Linked DNA regions of Zea mays: region 2 is linked to region 1. The links are chromatin contacts, called in public Hi-C maps. All regions are on one chromosome and are shown on one strand. The core of a region is the stretch at or near the end of the contact, and the rest is flanking DNA. Distances in the headings are between cores, read along the strand shown.

Region 1 (2,866 bases), core at 165-2,664:
GTCCGGGGAGATATCGGTGTGATCTTTAGAACCGGCCATTTGAGGGCCTGATTTTTAGTAGATCTAAACACCTTCCCCAGCGGAGTCGCCAAAAGTATGTTGACACCTTTTTCGGGTGCCAAACACTCAACAAGAACCGCCGGCGGTGCTCTCTGCACAGGCGCGGACGGTCCGCGACCAGGGACCGGATGGTCCGCGACCTGGAGCAGGGGCAAAGGTTCCCTGCCTGACGGCCGGACGGTCCGCGCCTACAGGCCGGACGGTCCGCGCGTGCGCAGGGGGTGGCGAAGGTCGCCGGCGGCGCCTGAATCTCGCTCCCGGGAGGGACCCCGTCGGGGAGGAGAGATCTTAGGTGTTGTCTAGGCTCGGCAGGCCGACCTAGACTCCTCCAATCGACGTAGAGTCGAAGAGAGGCGGAGAATTTGGAGATTGAAAAGCTAAACTAGAACTAGACTAAAACTATTCCTAATGCGTAAGGTAAAAACGAGAAATGGACTTGATTTGTTCGATTGATGGGGCTTCAATCGGCCGTAGCCCTTCATCTATATAAAGGGGGAGGTCTGGATCCGTTTCCAACTGTTTCCCGAGTTAATCCCGCGGTTTTAGGTAACAAATCTTGCGAGAAACTGGGAACCCTAACTGACTCTGCGCGCGCGCGAACCGTCCGCGCCACCACCGCGGACTGTCCGGACCGCGGACCGTCCGGCCTCAGCGCCGGACTGTCCGCGCTGCTTAATTTGACTTCCAACAGTTCTGTATTAAAAAATATTCATATATTTCTTTCTATTAAGCCGATAAGTCGATAACGCTCGACGAAATGCTCGTGACTCGCGGCTCGTTCGATTCATTTCAAGTTTTGTCACGAGCTGCTCAGCTCGGTTTGTTAACAAGCTAGCTCGGTTTGTCTTGGTCTATCACATTTCATCAAAACGAAGCTATATACATATCGTTTACGTAATAATTGATGAATGCGTTATATGTATGTGTGATGTTTATAGCCTATGAGTTAAATTAATGCTTGATAAACTATGTCTATATGTTAAATTAATCTATGTAAATATAATTGTGTGTTAAACTGATAAGCATGTGTGTGAATTGTGAATTGATGAGTTGAGTTAATTCAGTGTTATATTGATATGGTCCGTGAAACTATAAGTATAATTACTATTTTCTATTGTTAAATAAATTTAAAATTAACTTGAAAATGATTATTATATATATATATATATATTATTTTTTTCATGCTCTGGTTCGAGAGCTAAATGAACTAGTTCGAACTTATAAACGAGCGGAGTCAGCTGACTTTATGACTAGTTAGCTTAAACAGCCGAGCTAGCAAACTTGGACGAGCGGAGCAAGCTGACTTGATATCAGCCTTAGCTGATACGGCTTCCTCCACATACACACACTACACGTTGGCTAAAAAATCTTAGCCGCACGTCTATGCACTACTTCACATCAAAGCCGTACACGTAACCGCCGTATGCTGCAATTGTTTCGAATCTTAGCAATGCACTCTCCATCTACACTAGAAATCACACATGCTTTTTTGGTCCCTTTTTCCTCCAACTACAACGGAAGGTATAGATGGTTTTTTTCTCTTTTATGTCACATTGGAAACCCTAAATACATTTTCTCCTTAAAAGACTTACAAGAACTATGAGCGCATAATGTACATCGGCTTTTGCTTTTTACTGGTCGCCCAAATCACATATGCTTTTTTGTCTCTTTAATTATGTCACATTGGAAAACTTAAATTGGTTTACCCCTCAAAAGACTTGCAATAACTATGAACGCATAGTGTAGACAAGCCTTTGGTTTTTACTTGTTCACTACGGAAATCACGTTCTTTGCCGAGTGTCTAAGACACTCGGTAAATGTTATTTTACACTCTGTAAATCTTTTGCCGAGTGTAACACTCGGCAAAGAATACTCGACAAATATTTTATCGGCAAAGAAAAACACTCGGCAAATTAAGAATCGAAAAAATAAAAAAAACAACAAAACATTTTTTTAAAGTCTAGGAACATAACTCTCCAACCCTACCTATTACCTTACTCATTGCCCTATCATTTTTCACTATTATTTTGAATCAAATTTATATGTTTTGTAAATGATGAAATTTGAACTCGTCAACCTCTCTCTCGCGCATACCCTCCTATACCACTACACTACTACACCAATTATGTTTATATTACGTTTTCATTCCCCATATACTATAACAAACCGAGAGTAATTTGATTATTTAAGGCACTAAATGAGTTCATTTGAAAATGTGACCAACTATAAAGTTGCATAACTTTTTGAGATCTACAAGTTTTATTTTAATAGTTTCTACATTCGAGATCGTTTACAAAATTTGAATTTTAAATTTGAAAACTTCACACGAATTTTTCAATGACAAGATGATTTCAAATCAAAAAATTGTCAACTACAAAGTTTTTTTATTTTAGAGTGTTAATGGATTGATACATTATTTGATGTATTATTATATGTGTATGTCTAGATTTTTTTTTGCTATCCATTTAAATATAGAGACAAAAATAAGAAGCTAAACCGAACAATATATTGGAACAGAGGGAGTATGTACTATCCATGTTCCTGTTAACATATCTGTTAGAAGGGAAATCACATAGAATTCATATGTTTTTTTTGCTTACTATTTTCCCACTATTATTGCCTCCATGTAGGTAGGTGTGCTGTATTTTTTATGCTCTTCTATAATGCCTCCACTTTGTTTTTGTAGTTGATTCACGCCTGTCGTCCACGTACGAAATTAGAAGTTTCAGAGATAAAACAACATAGATAAATAGTGTGTTGATTGCTCCTACCTATGCAATATTACATGGAATTCAGATGTTTTCCT
Region 2 (2,700 bases), core at 25-2,524, 280 kb after region 1:
ACCACGGTGAAGCTGTGGTTCGCCACCTTGAAGAACAGGGGCGTGTTGAGCGCGGCGTTGATGATCCGCAGCAGGTACGTCTCGTTGCTCCGCACCTGGAACCGGTACGTCTCTGCACGGTGTACTCGTCGTCACGAATGGTTTATTTGAATGGTTTGATGATGCATGGATATATATATATATATATATATATATATACGTACGGTTCCCGTCGGAGCAGTTGTACAGGTCTCCAGGCTTGCCGTTGATGGTGTACGCGTCGGCGCTGCGCGCCGGGAGCCCGGTGAGGAACGCCATCTGCTGGAGGTCGTAGACGTTGTCGTTCCACCACTCGCCGAGGACGACGGTCTCCTCGGCGTGCGGCTTGGGGAACGGGTAGGCGTCGGCGCCGGCGCGGGGGCGGAGGACCAGCGCGCCGTACACGGTGGCGCGGAGGAAGGAGATGTGGGCGTGCCACCACAGCGTCCCCTCCTGCGCCGTCGCGTTGAAGCGGTACGTGTAGTTGCCGCCCGGCTTGACCGGACACTGCGTCACCATCGCCGGGCCGTCCGCCCACGGCGTGCCGCGCTGGAATATGCCGTGCCTGCAAAGCACACACAAGTACACAACGCAGCAAGGAGCAGAATTCAGAACAGGATTCTTTTGGCGGCGGCCCTGTGATGAGATGATTCACTGGAGCTTGCTGCTTTTGGCTGTATGTATCTAGCTAACATTGCAGTGGTTTGTACGAATCTCTATCTTCCTATATGACAGCGAGAAAGTCCGTACCAGTGGATTGTGATGTTGTAGGGCGACTGGTTGACGAGGTGGACGACCACAGTGTCTCCCTCGCGGGCATGGATGGCCGGGCCTGGGAGCTGCCCGTTCACCGCCGTGATGACCCGCGGCGGCTGGCAAAGCTGGCTCACGGAAAGGTTTCCGACCTGGCAAAGGATCAAGCTCCTCCTCTTACATATATACCTCGTACGTGCTATACAACGACCATGAAACGAACCAAATGCGAGCAAAACTGACACATGTATGCATATGCATGCATGTATGTATGTTAGACTCATGAATGAATTACATTGAAGGTGTGCTCCACGATCGAAGCTTCAGCAACGCAGCAACAAGCAAGCACCAACAAGGCGACGCTGGGACCAAGAGGCAAAGCCAGTGGTGACAACCAAGGTCGAGGAGCCATGCCCAGCCCCCCTGAGCTAGCTAGCAATGACGATGGCCAAAGACACACAGAACAGCTAAAGATCTGGTTGATGATCTCTCGATCGTATGCTCGATGATCGAGTGGTTTTGGGTGAGAGAGTTCATGAGCAAGAGGCTCTCTATATAGCCGGGACGTATGGATGGATGGATGGATAGATTCTCAGGCTGCCTGGTTACTCTAGTCAGTTGGAACACGTAAGGTTCCTGCTGCCTTTGAGTGTTCTAATTAGCATGTGCGTCTTCCTTCCATTCAAAGGTGACAGTTTTGGTAACACAAGGGACATCAGAATTCAGAGATACACACTACTAATAAACGGGACGAATTTTGCATTGCTCTGTAGAGATGAGATGAGACCATCTTTCCTCGATTCTGCACTAGTATTTTAATGGGAAATTTGGATCCATACCATTAAAAGATCACCACTTTGGATCCATACCATTACTATCTCACTTACATGTGGGTCCACATGAGTCAATGACATGTGAGGTCCATGGTATATATCTAAAGTTTGGATCTTTTAATGGTATAGATCCAATTGTTCCTATTTTAATTGGGTACGTTTGACAAGTAAGATTGGTGACACTAATATATTGTCACTACATAATGTCAATGGTTAATGCAATAAGAATGGGACATCAGAGATACACTACATAAAAGCCTTGATCTTTGGTTCCATTTGTACAGCTCGGTACTGAAGAGAGGCTTTTTATTTGCAGTGCTAAAGGGGTCTGGCGCCAGCCACGCGGATGCGCTCACGCTAATATATATGGACGAATAATAAAAGTAGTATGTCTATATTTAAATGAATAGCAATAATACTATATACAAATGTATAATATTTCTTCATTTCTATATTCTCAATGTTCACCCTCTAGGTTTTATGAGAGGGCTAGGAGATTTCATTCATCTTAATAGAACTCTCCGTTTTTATACGATATCGGTATACATGAATCCTATTAGTTGTTATTGAATTGCTTCAATCTTTTCCGAAGGGAGTAGATCTTCCTTCGTCGTCATCAACTTTGATTTGCCAAAAACATTAATAAAAAATAATATTATATTAAATGCAAAGATGAGCTGCTTTATTATCGTGAAATCAATATTATTATCGTAAATATTATTGGCATATCTTGATATCTTTGCTACTAACTTGTTACCTACGACGGTATGAATAAATCCACAAACATAATATCTACAAAGATCGTTCCTTTTACTGTGTGAAATACTAAAACTGGGAAAAAGTTATGGATTATTATTGACAAATAACTTGAGAGTTGTACACGCTTCATACATACAGAAAAGTTTGGCATAAGCTTAAATAGTTTCTTTAGTCTAGGCTATTTTTAGCCATGTCCATGCCCCCATAACTAAAATGATTGATCCTTGGTGCTTGATCAAATCATTTAGAGGATTATGAAGTTAAGTTCGAATGGTAACAATTACACGTTAAGAAGGTCCATGACTTCTTGTAACTATATGTCTGGCTTCCTCATGGA

The links. A called contact is a pair of places that touch in the nucleus more often than the background predicts.
Region 2: a Hi-C map of leaf shows a contact between it and region 1, with 4 times the contacts expected there. The contact joins the promoter of LOC103640860 here to the enhancer-like site in region 1. A contact is called at or near these places in 3 of 25 Hi-C or Micro-C datasets (ear and leaf).

Annotation. Positions count from the first base shown.
Region 1 is chr10:11,804,342-11,807,207 of Zm-B73-REFERENCE-NAM-5.0, forward strand. No RefSeq gene overlaps it. Among protein-coding and RNA genes, the nearest start is that of LOC103642304, 12 kb to the right of the region's middle. Within about 2 kb of position 1,415, at least 7 of the 20 cell types and tissues checked have an H3K27ac peak or open chromatin away from gene starts, as enhancers often do. A contact at or near this core is called in ear and leaf, where this site is marked.
Region 2 is chr10:12,083,477-12,086,176 of Zm-B73-REFERENCE-NAM-5.0, forward strand. It overlaps LOC103640860 (laccase-25-like), which reads right to left and starts at 1,275. Exons shown (of 4, transcript NM_001323270.1): 1 at 1,067-1,275; 2 at 769-923; 3 at 204-583; 4 at 1-112. The coding sequence starts at 1,183.